2 separate regions of the Cricetulus griseus genome follow, and region 1 is linked to region 2. The links are chromatin contacts, called in public Hi-C maps. All regions are on one chromosome and are shown on one strand. Each heading gives the region's core, a stretch centred on a gene start, on an enhancer-like site or on the middle of the called end of the contact. The rest is flanking DNA. Distances are from core to core; before and after follow the strand shown. Region 1 has its middle 92 kb from the start of Hmg20a. Region 2 holds the start of Peak1 (inactive tyrosine-protein kinase PEAK1).

Region 1 (6,432 bases), core at 276-2,775, 90 kb after region 2:
GGATGCAACCCTGGCCCTCTCCTCACTTGACAGGAGGAGGCCTTGACCTGCCTACGGATGCCGCCCATGCTGTCTCACATCCGGGACCTCATCACTGGTTCCTGCTTTGCTTGCTCTGGTGTCTTCTTACAATCCCAAGAGACAAGAGGACTGTGGAGCCAGAAAGGGACCCAACCCCAGTCTTCCAGGAAGAACCCTTTTGGGATGCCTGAACCTCAGCTTGTCTGTCCCTGTCTTAAAGTCATGCAGTACAAAACAAGCCGGTTCATTGTGTTCTTGGATATAAATATTGATTCTGGGTGATGTTAACATTCTGTTCATAAAAGAATGTAACATATTTCTCCCACACCATATTAGACTGATGTGTTGTTTGGCCAAGAGAAGTGGAGATTTCTGGCTTCTGCAGAAAATGTGGACATTTAAATGCATGCAGCTTTCAGAAGTCGGGGGTGAAGTCTCAGAATAGCAACTAGGGCTTTTGGCTGGCTTCAGCCCCTCACTCCTCCATCCTTGGCTTGTCACTTTGGCATTCCTAATCTCTTGTAATTAGGAAGACCCTGTCTTGGACTTCCACATCTGCTTTCATCAGGAAGGCCTATAAGGTCAGCGCTCAACATTTTAAATTTTCTTCCCTTGAGGAAAAGATCTGGGAGGTCTCCTGTTTTTCTTCCCCACTCCACGTGGGAGGGGAGGGCAAAGGCTTCAGACCAGAGGTGGTCCATCTAAGCATTACAACCGAGGCCAGACAAGCCCAAGAATAGGATGTGCTGGCCGCCTTGGCAAGGCAAATTCCCCACATTCCACAAGCGCTCTTCACGGGAAATCTAACTCATGAGAAAGTGGAATTTGTGATGTGTATGCGTGCGCACTCGGGTGCCAGCACATCTCACACAGACAGATCCCTGGCTCTCTGGTATTTCGAAAGAGTGGTAGAGCCCATTTCCAGATGTGTGGGAAGGCAGGCCGGGTCGCAGTGCTGTCAGAGGAGGGAGCGCCCTCTGCCGTCCCAACCAGGAAGCACTGCGGTGGAGGGAAAGGACCCGAGGGGTCTGGAAAGCTGATCTCGGTTAAAACCTCAGTCGGCTCACCGTAGCCTGCCGGAGGCCTGCACCTCCTCACCCTTCCCACTGCGAGCCTGCAAGGCGCTGGCTGCCCTCAGACTAGCTGGTTCTTTTGATGTTCTGTAGCTGTGAGCCAGCCAAAAATGAGGATTTGCAATAAAACTCCAGCCTCCCGCAGCATCTGCTGAGCTAGTTCCGAGGTGAGCGGCAGTGGCGCTGACTTCTGCCTGCGAACCTGGCCGGCAGCCCCAAGCCAGGAGAGACAATAGGGGCAGCGAGCCCACGAGGAGGCCTCCGGCCGAGAGGCAGCCCCGCGGCCTCACTGTGCCCCTGGAAGGAGCTGGCAGAGGCCTGGCTGGCTCCGAGAGGCTTCCAGAAGAGTGGAAGCTGCCATGGCTCAGCTCAGGCGTCCTGGCATCTCCACCGGCCCGGAGCTGGCAACCCAGACAGAGGGGGCCCCGCCCCTCTGCCCTGTTTCCTGCCAAGAAGGAGGCTCTGCAACACTGCCAGAGCCGATTCGCTGTGTGTTTGGGGGTGGGGGGGAGAAAGGGAGAGGGAGAGGGAAGGGGGGGTAGAAAGTGTGAGAGGAGGAAGAGGGAGGAGAAGAGAGCGATAGAGGGAAAAGAGGGAGAAAGAATGGGGAATGGGGGAGAGAAAAAGGGAAAGGAGAGAGAAGAGAGGGAAAGGAGAGAAGGGAGAGAGGTTTGAGTGTGTGTGTGTGTGTGTGTGTGTGTGTGTGTGTGTGTGTGTGTGTGTGTACTCCTGGAAAGCCAGGTGCAGATGGCTACTGAACCAAACTTATTGGACAACCTTTCAGTTTTGCAAGAGAAAAAAGAAGGCATAAGACAATCAGTTTCTGTTTTGAGGGGAAGGTTTTTATTTATTTATATTTGGCAAACTGAGTTCCTCTCTGCTGGGAGAACCGAAAACCCAATCCACCAAGCAGCCCCTAACAACAATGCCCTTTTCTCTCTCTGGGACCAATTTCCAGACAGCACAGCAGTCCTGACAAGGTCAACAAGCCGAAGCTGTGAGCGCAAGATCTTTATCTACGTGGGAAATAAGAAAATCATTTGACTGATAAAAGGAAATACAATAAATAGCATCTAAATTCCTGGCTGCGTTCCCCCGAGCCCCTCCTTTGCAAGAGAAAGTGCCAGGGCAGGAATACAACTGCCACTACAGCAGGTTTAAAAATAGCACTCTGCACACAGCCCTTCCTACCTTCCAGAAAGACTTCATTACCAGGTCCTCAGCCCTGAGCCTGCAGAGCCGCTGGCTGCGGGCGCTTTCTTGCCCCTGCTCTAGATTTTTCTTCTTTGGAAGCATGAAGGCAGCGGGTGTGATACATTTCCCTCCCGCTCAGCTAGTTTCAGTCCTAGCACGTCTGGCGCACACAGCGGAAGTCCATTGTATTTAATGGGGTGTTAACTCTGTTTATTCTCTAGGACTTGTGCGGTAATTTTACACTCTGCAAAACTAGCAACTTGAACCTGAAGTGCTTTTCCTCCCTTCCGTGCCACTCCAACAGGCCTCTGTCTCCAGGTTCTTCTGCAGGCCTAGAGTTCCCCAGCTGGTTCAACCAAAGTTGCTTCCCACTGTTAACACTGCTGTGGGCCGAGACAGGCTTGCCTCTCTTACAGACTTGTTTTTGCCATCTATTAAGTGGGGATTTGGATCTTCCTTGTGTACCTAGAAAAGCTGTTGACACTGGTCCTCTAGTTCCCAGCTGCTGGGTCACATGTGTATCTCCTGTTAAGACTGTTAATGTAAGTGACCAGATGATCCCAGCTAGACTAAATCTCTGAGTCTCCATCAAAACAGACAAAGCAGGGGCTGGAGGGATGGCTCAGTGAGTAAGAGCACTTGCTGTCCTTGCAGATGACTCCATTTGGTTTCCAGCTCACCACTGCCTATAACTCCAGTTCAGAGGATCCCACATCATCTTCTGACCTCTAAGGGCACCGTACACACATGGTGCACATACATGTCACACATTGCCACTACCGCCCGGCAAGCTGTTAGAATCTTCAGCCCCCAGACTCTCACAATCTCCACTGTGGTTTCTCACTAATTCTGCAGTTGACTCTCACCTAGCTTTGGGTTTGGGCTCAGACCCTTTACAATGTCTTGTATATCACCAAAAGGAAATATTTTCATTTTTACCCTTTTTTACAGGGTCTTTCTGTAGCCCGAGCTTGACTCCAATACACATAAAAGTATAGATACAAGGCCGGGCGTTGGTGGCGCACGCCTTTAATCCCAGCACTCGGGAGGCAGAGGCAGGCAGATCTCTGTGAGTTCGAGGCCAGCCTGGTCTCCAGAGCGAGTACCAGGATAGGCTCCAAAACTACACGGAGAAACCCTGTCTCGAAAAACCAAAAAAATATATATCTATCTCTATATCTATATAGATATATAGAGATATAGATCTATATATAGATCTATATATAGATATAGAGATAGATATATATAGATATAGAGATAGATATAGATAGATAGATACAAAAGTTTAAAAATAAATAGATCATTGTTGTAGTAATAAATTATGCTAGCTATATATGAGTTCTACCTTCTATTATTCTCAGAGCTGATTCACAAACCCAGGACCATCCAGGTCTCCAACAACAGGGACATCATCTGGACCATCCAGCATCTCCTCCCACATGTGGACATCCTGAATCTGCCTCTCTGGAGTTCCTAATCTATTTCTGTCTCCCTCAGGCCTTTTCTGTCTGTTGACCTGGAGACACCTCAATTCAGTTTGTCCAAAACTAAGAACAAAGTCTCCCTAAACCCGCATCTTTTCCTGGATCTGATAACCTAGTGAAGAGGGTCACTGTCCACGGGTGCTGTGCACACTTCCCCCTGGTTCTGCTCAGGACTCTCTGCCCTCATCAGTTCATTCACAGGAAGGAGTTCTCCCATGCAGCCCTTCCTCCTCCCTGCCATCCCCACCCCAGCTGTTAGAATCTTTTTTTTGGGGGGGGCGAGGGACAGGGTTTCTCTGTGTAGCGTTGGAGCCTGTCCTGGTACTCACTGTCGACCAGGCTGGCCTTGAACTCACAGAGATCTGCCTGCCTCTGCCTCCCAAGTTCTGCGTGCGATTAAAGATGTGTGCCACTACCGCCCGGCAAGCTGTTAGAATCTTCAACCCCCAGACTCTCACAATCTCCACTGTGGTTTCTCACTAATTCTGCAGTTGACTCTCACCTAGCTTTGGGTTTGGGCTCAGACCCTTTACAATGTCTTGTATATCACCAAAAGGAAATATTTTCATTTTTACCCTTTTTTACAGGGTCTTTCTGTAGCCCGAGCTTGACTCCAGTTTACAACCCTCCTGCCTCACACTTCTAAGTGTTAGCATTACAAGCATGCACATAAGCTAATAGCAATATTTTTTCTTTTAAATTTTTTTCAATATTTATTTATTTATTTATTATTTATTTTGTGTGGGGTCAAGAGCATGCACGAACCATAGCATGTATGTGGAGGTCAGAGGACAACTTCTAGGAGTCTTTCTACTATGTGGGCCCTGTAGTTGTTTTTTGTTGTTGTTTTTTATATATACTCTTTGACTCTAGGGGGACTGTCTACCAGTTCCCAAATAAATATAGGGGATAATACAGACTTTTTCTTATTTATGAATACCCAGTCGTAACTTGGCTTGTTTCTAGCCAGCTTTTCTTAAATTATCCTGTCTACTTTTTGCCTCAGGGTTTTTACCTTTCTCTATTCTGTATGTCTTCTTTATTTCTTCCTCTGTTACTGGCTGGGTGACTGGCCCCTGACATCCTCCTCTCCTCCTTTTCTCACTCCTTCCTCTCTCTCTTCCTCACTTATTTATTCTCTTAGCCTGCCAACCCCACCCATTTCTCTCTCCTGCTTTGCTATTGGCCATTTAGCCGTTTATTAGACCAATCAGGTGTTTTAGACAGGCAAAGTAACACAGCTTCACAGAGTTAAACAAATGCAACATAAAAGAATGCAACACATCTTTGCATCATTAAACAAATGTTCCACAGTATAAATGAATGTAACACATCTTCAGCTAATATTCCACAACAGGACCCTACTATCAAACTCAAGTCATTGGGATAACAGCAAGCACTTTTGCCTGCTGAGCCATCATGACAGCCTACAAAGCAATATTTCTAAGATGCAAGAATCCTTCAATCATTCTGTTTCAAATAAAATAATAGTTGTGGCTTTTGTTTTTACTTTTGTCCCCTGTGCTGGACATGGAACCCACAGCTTTGCTCATACTAGAACTTCTATTCTACAGGCCAGCCCTGCTTTTACCTTTGCCATTGCATTTAAGACTTTGGAAAATTCTGTGTTGTGCAGATGAACTGAAACCGGGTTACATTAAAGGAGCCAAGGCCACTCAAGCAATCGCACCTTACAGATTCAGAGTATAAACTCAGGTCTATCTTATACTGCAAGCACTTATTCAAAGTATTTAAGGAACACCGGTACTGAGGAGGATGAGGCAGTAGGATCAAGAATTTGAGGTCAACTTTGACTACATAGTGAGACAATACAAATGTTTAAGGTAGTGAGCTCGGTACTTGGGATGCAGTTGGTGAATCCATGCTGTTTCCTCCCTTTAGAAATCTCTCTCTCTCTCTCTCTCTCTCTCTCTCTCTCTCTCTCTCTCTCTCTCTCTCGCTCTCTCTCTCTTTCCCTCCCTCCCCCCTTCTCTCTCCTTCCCCCTCCTCCCTCCCTTTCTACCTCCCACACATATACTTGCTTCACAGGGTCTTGTGTAGCCCTAAAAGATGACTCTGAATTCCTGACCCTCCTGCTTATGCTTCCCAAGTCCTGGAATAACAAGGGTGCACAACTACACTCAGCTAGAAGAGGCACTGTAGAGCAGTGGTTCTCAAACTGTGAGTCACGACCCCTTTCGGGGTAGCATATCAGATATTTACATTATGGTTCTGATAACAGAAACAAAAATTATAGTTATGAAGTAGCAACAAAAGGGATTTTTGGTTGGGGTCACCACAACATGAGGAACTGTGCTAAAGGGTCACAGCATTAGGAAGGTTGAGGACCACTGCTCTAGAGCAAAGTACTGAGGCTCCCAGGCCAAAGCGGGCAGCAGCTTTACTCCTCTGATTCATCTTCTATTGCTCCCTTCTGCCCTGTGAGGACACATTTGACCACAATCTATTTCTAACCCCCCTCCCTTCTTTCACAACTTTGTGGTTTTTGGAAGCTTCTGTTCCACTGCTGAGTCAGGCTTTTCCCTATCTCTCCATATCTGCAAGCACAGGGTCCCACAATACCTGCTCTGTGCTCCTGGTCCTGAGCCATATGCTCTGGCCTCCCTGCTGCTGATCCACATGTTGCCTAGGCCTCTCTG
Region 2 (6,089 bases), core at 469-2,968:
AAAATGTACTAGATTTTCTATAGTAAGGCCAATAAAGATGAAATCATAGTTTTCCTCTAACTCATCTCTACCCTTCAACGCCAGCCTTCCAATAACTCCATTCCACGGATCTTTAAAAAGAGGACTGCAGAAATGAGACTTGGGGGAAGGGGGGTGAGGGGAACTCCTCTTTTCTATTGCTCTCAGCAGTCATTAGTGTAGTCCAAGAACGAAATCGAGCTCTCTCACGGATGGTGCGTAAGATGGGAAAAAACGAGAAGGGGACCCAGTTCAGATGGTCAGTTCTCTTCGAAGGAGGAAAGGAAAGTCTCAAGAATGCCTAAGTCAAAGGGCAAAGAAGGGAAAAAAAAAAAAAAAAACTGTCTAATCCAACCTTTCAAAATCCCAAACCCCTAAGCAACCCATTAAGTCCGCGCGTTAGGGGCTCACCAGCCAGAGCGTGAAGAGAGCAGGCACAGAGCCACCGGTTCCGTCCTGACTGATGCTGCAAGGCTGAACCCTATCCTCCCAGGTCTGGGAGTGGGATGACCGTACATACTTGGCAGAAGCCCTTCCTGCCCCAGCCTCCCGCGTCCAGCTCCTCTAAGGCTTCACTTTCCCCTGGAACCTAGCAGCCCAGCCCCGGGAAGTCCCTAGCCGCCAGGTTCCAACTTTCCCTCCTCTGGGGGGCGCCGCGCTACCGGGACCTTCTCAGCCAGGGTAGCGAGGCCTGGGCCGACGGGGGGCACGAGAGGGCTCGCGGCCCCCGCGGGGCGCGTGGGTGGCCGGGACGCTGCAGCCTGCGCCCTGCTGGACGCACCGGCTGCCGAGCCCCTGCGGCGCCGCCCAGTCCAGATTCCCCTAGGTCCGCGTCCTCACCTCGCGGCGACCCTGGCCCCACAAGCCAGCGCGCGTGGGAAAGGGACCGGAGGGTACGTGGGCAACCCTGCCCCCGTTACCTGAGGGGAAGCACACGCCGTTGCAATGATCACCATTGCCGCCCGTCCCGTCCCCTTTCTGGTGATCGCGGCCGCCGCCACCGAGCAACTGACACAACTAACTAACTACTCGCGGCCGCGGAGTCCACAGCGCGCTCCCGGCCGCTCGCCGTCCACCCAGCCTACCAGTCTGCTCGCTCCTCCCAACCCCGCACGCCGCCCTGCCGCGCGCACCCTCGACCGCTTCGGTTCTTGAGATAGCGCGCGCGCGCGCACCAAAGCTCGGCGTCTCGGAGCTCTCCACTCCGCCCCATGGGAGGAGCTGCCAAGAGGCCACGCCTCCCGGCGTGCCAATATCCGGAGAACAAGACCTAGAGAAGGTCTGATTGGCTAAGGGGCGGGGCCAAAACTAGAGGGCGTGGCAACCGGGACCTTGAGCCCACGTGATGGGGAATTTGGGTTCAATTAAACGCCAGTGGAAACTAACAGCGCAGTTTTGGACCTTCCCGGGGCCTAATCATTTTATGTCAGCCAGTAGTCAGTACAGAATAAGTGTTCTCAAAGGCTCCAGTAGACAATAATTACCAATTTAAGTTCCACTAGTTTTTGAGAGCCTTAGGTATGGCAAAAACTACATTTCCCAAAAACCTTAGCGAAAGTGAGTCTCACCTTGCGTAGTCACGTAGTCCTTCGCCGCATTGGGCAAAATAATCCCTTCATTTCTCTGAAAGTATCGGGTATAATATTTCACGTCTCTCCTCACCGGAACAATTCTAAATACCACCACGATAAGAGAGGTTACCTATCTGGAGGTGACTAAGTGATTAGGTAAAGAGTAAGAAAAGACACCAAAATTAAGTACTGCGGAGGAATTTCTGTCAAGCTGTGAGACGACGGAGTGAAGAGTGAAGGCGATTGAGAGGGGCTGAGGGAATTGTCCTCTGTGCAAGGGACTTTCATTAGTCCCCAGGCCCCTGCCTGCCCCTACCGTCAGCAGGTTAGTAAGCAAGACGAGCATGGGGGTAACCACAATCTTCCCCCTTTGAAGATCATCCCTCTTTTGCTGCTGCTGTTATTGGTTTGTCTTGGTTTGAGGCCCACTGAATGGGGGCGCCTCACTTCCGGTTGGGGGAAGGGAGACATGCTGTCATAGGGGAGGGGGAATATAACTCACTTCCTGTGGGGTAGGATGATGTTTGGGGGGTGTCCAAGCCACTTCCCGTGCTGATGACAGCCAGAAAAGGTGTTGGTTTGTGCCATTCTCAAAGTCAGTTCCTGCTGCCTTGGGGGTTGTTTTCAGGTCACAAGTTCGGTTCTTCCCCCAAGTTGTTATAATCACCAGGCCACGGTCAGAATTTATGTATTTTGTCTTTATGTGTTATTTCTCCCCGGCAAGATTTTCTTTATGCTTTCTCCAAAGAATTCAAAACACCTTGTTAAAATTCTCTGCAAGACTACATATTTTGTTGTGTGACTCGTGTGGTGCCCGCTCTTGCACCCTAGTCAAATGTGTCCTTAACTGAGTGAAGTAGTGGGGTCGCTGCCTAGACATGGAAGCAGGAACTCTTTACCCACTCTTTTGAGGAGGTAGTTTATTAGTTAGAGGACCAAATGGTTCACATAAATTACGAGGCATTTTCATGTTTGCAAAGGGAGAGAATATCGTAGTGCAGTACTTAAATTTGATGTTACATTAATAGATGCAATCAGTATATTACATATGTAGACTTTAGGACTGGAGGATTTGCCCCATGCCTGAGAACAGCATTATCAACCTGAATATTGTTTTCATGTAGCTTATGTGTGGCATTTATGAAAGATGCATTTTATTGTGTTTTCCCCCCTTTGTAATTTAATCGAACTTGTCACTGATTTCAAACTGAGTTTTGTTTATGGTTTTAAGACATGGCACAAGGATGATGGGTTCAGCTCACATGTTGAGTAAGGGGGAAATAATTCACAAAGAACAAAAGGTGAATAAGACAGAACTTTCTGTTTTCCTATATTCTTTTTTCTTTTTTTATAAGAAACGGTATCTAAAGTGCAAATAAACAACAATTTTGATTCCTTGGCTTTTCTTGTCAAGCAACACAGCATATGAGTGTATTTTTGCTGGCAGAATCAGTCTATTTAAACTTCATTTTGTAAAATTCTCAACCTTCTTTTTTAAATTTGAGATATCTTGAACCTAAAATTATTTTGTCTTCCAATATTAACATGCATGTATTTCTAATTTAATTGCTTGCACTTAAGAGTAGAAAATATTTTAAACTAAACATGAAAATAATTTTTTACCTTAATATTGGCATAAAAATTAATTCTTAGTCCTAAAAACATATGTATGACACATATATGCACTCACAGAGGCTGTGGAAGCATGAGCACAGGTCTATACTAGATGGGGGCCTAGAGCTAAAAAGAGAAGTGGACACATGCCCCCATCCCTAATCCACAAGCTTTCTCCAATGGATAGCCACTTACAAATGAAAAATTAGTTGTCTCTAAAGGAGTTTCACTGGGGAAACCAACCACTCCTAAGGATAGTCTCCATGCCCAGCAGTACATGGCCAAAACAAAATGAACTCAATACATCTTTGTAGTTTCCGTGCTTTTTTTTTTCTTTATATCTTAGAGGTCCTTTGTGCATATGTTATGGCCAGTTTGGAGATTTTATGGGTTCCTGTGTCTGTGAATGTGTGTGTCTCTGCATCTATGAGTTTCTTGTCTTCCTCTCCTCTCTTTGGCTTCGTTTCTTATTTTGTCCTATTCTGATATGTTATTGTATTTTATTATTAAGGGGTTAAATTCGGATGGGAGGGGAGAAACTTGGGGGGGCACTAATCAAAAAAGATTTCTTGAAAAGCTATTTTCAATAAAAGAAGAAGCAAATTGTTCTTAGACTGGAAGTATAGCTAAATGATAGAGCATTTGCCTTCTGTATTTAATATGAGCCCCTGGATATGGGTTTCTATCACCAGTACTGACGGGCGAAAAAATAAAAATAAAATCAGCCTAGCCAGGTATGTTGGTGCATCCCCCTTAATCTCAGCACTCAGAGGAGGCAGAGGCAGACAGATCTCAGTGAGTTCCAGGCCTGCCAGACATACACAATGAGACCCTATCTCAAAAGTAAATAATAAATAAATCTGTCTGATGGGCTAGGGATGTGGCTGAGGGGTGGAGCACTTGCCTCATCTGAAAGGACTTCCATCCATTTCATCCCCAGAGCCACCCACCACCAACAAAAATTCTGAGGTGCTAAAATCAATAGGTAAAATACTACAAAATTTTTACAGTAGTTAATTTTTTAAAGATAAGGCAAAATATTGTCTATGGTTATTGATAGAAAGTTAGGGACATGTAGCACTGCATCAAGTGGATATTAATTGAATAGAGAGAAAGTATTCACTGTCTTCTAATGAATGTAATATACTAGATGTAACCACCCTAAAAAATTAAAGCATAGTGTTCAGAATTGAAATATGGAAGGATGATAGAGCTAAATGAGAATGAGAGAAAATAATGTCATGATAGTAGTTGAGGTACAGTACTGGTATTGCCTTTTGGGAACAGCTTTGGAAAGCATGGGAGTTTATTAAATTGATCCTGAAGATATTCATGGAAGACATGCAGTGTAATGGAAATAAGACAAATTGCAGTGGAGAGACTTGTGCAGCTTGAAGAACTGTCTATTGAGAAGAAAGCAATATAGAAAGTACATATCAGGAAGATGTTTTGTGATAAGTGACAGTTATTCATTGGTCCCATCAAAGAAGAATTATTAGATACGCTGGTGAAAAATAGAGAAGGAAGCCTGTGCAACCCAGTCCTCCTCCTTTTTAAGAAGTGTTTCTGTGGAAAGGTTTATCTTCTTCTCTTCCGAGGGATTGTCCCCCTTAATGCCTGGTGTTGCTCTTTTTTGTTTGTTTGTTTCTCACATGTTCCTAGTGTTAAAATTGGTAAAAGAAAAACCATTTGTAAGCATACTGTTGCTTCTTTAAGATAATAAGTTTTAGATTTTCATTTCACTACTTGCCACCTATGATACAGAAGTTGTTGATTATTTTTAGATTATTTGGAGTAAGTAGCCATTTTCTTTTCCTTAAAGCAGAGGTTGCATGTACTGCTCAGAGCAGTTTGAAACATTACAACAGTAAGCGAATGTTCTCAAGTCCATTGCACCGAAATTTGATCATCCACAGAGATGCTACATAATGCAAAGCCTCTTTTCAGCCTTTTGGTTACCCTGTCCTGTAAAACTGATGCTAATGTTTTATAATGGGCAGCTTTACTTGATACCTTGGTGTTTTTTTGTTTCTGCTTTGTAGTTGAGAGTTAAAGGGGACAGTCTAGCAGTTTAAATGGTTTTACATTTATTGCTTTGCTGTCTTTTATTTCTGAACTTTTGTATGTATTGAAATGAGAATTCCTTTTACATGGTTTCTCATAATTTCAACAAAACCTGAATACTGCTGTGTATCCGTCATGTTCTAATTTCAAGTACAGGAAATAACAATACCCATATTCTCTTGGAGCTTTCTTCCTAATTGATGGATCAAAGCTAGAGTTTTGCTTACTTGGTGTTCTTGGGTGAGATATATGTTATAACCACTGTTCAAGTTGGATTAAGATTCCTAAATTTGATATCTCTTGATCTTGATTTCTAAGTCATTCTAAAATTCATTTTTAATATTTCCTTTATTGTTGCATGTATCATGGTTTTTCTGTTTTAATTTGCTTTGTACTAAGTATGAGTGAACAGTAGGGAAAATTGGAGATCAGACTGGCCTAGATTCAGAGCTAGTCTTTGTATTTTATTAGCTTCATCACCTTGAGCAGTTAGCTTCCATGAAACCCAGTTTCCCTAATCTAAATAAGAAAGGGGTTATTACTGCTTGGTGTAGTCCTGGTGGTAAGAATTTGAGGAATGCGATTATTTAACCTAGTAGTTTTCAACTTTCCTAATGCTTTAACCTTTTAATAGAGATCTTCATATTGTGGTGACCCTGACCATAAAATTATTCTGTTGGTACATCATAACTGTAATTTTGCTACTCTTGCTCAGGATAGCTGATATGCGATCCCAGAGGGTTCAAGACCCACAGGTTCAGGACCTCTGCTTGAACCCTTAGGCCTGAGTCAGCTATGCTGTCTATTGGGATTCACCCATTT

Evidence for each region. Hi-C and Micro-C count contacts between places; a contact is called where the count stands out from the background.
Region 1: a Hi-C map of fibroblasts shows a contact between it and region 2, with 4 times the contacts expected there. The contact joins the enhancer-like site here to the promoter of Peak1 in region 2. A contact is called at or near these places in 2 of 8 Hi-C or Micro-C datasets (fibroblasts and liver).

What each region holds. Positions count from the first base shown.
Region 1 is chr4:168,015,421-168,021,852 of CriGri-PICRH-1.0, forward strand. No RefSeq gene overlaps it. Among named protein-coding and RNA genes, the nearest start is that of Hmg20a, 92 kb to the left of the region's middle. Within about 2 kb of position 1,526, at least 6 of the 6 cell types and tissues checked have open chromatin away from gene starts, as enhancers often do. A contact at or near this core is called in fibroblasts, where this site is marked.
Region 2 is chr4:167,924,734-167,930,822 of CriGri-PICRH-1.0, forward strand. It overlaps Peak1 (inactive tyrosine-protein kinase PEAK1), which reads right to left and starts at 1,719. Exons shown (of 7, transcript XM_027415020.2): 1 at 1,587-1,719. It overlaps Hmg20a (high mobility group protein 20A), which reads left to right and starts at 1,779. Exons shown (of 11, transcript XM_027415024.2): 1 at 1,779-1,914.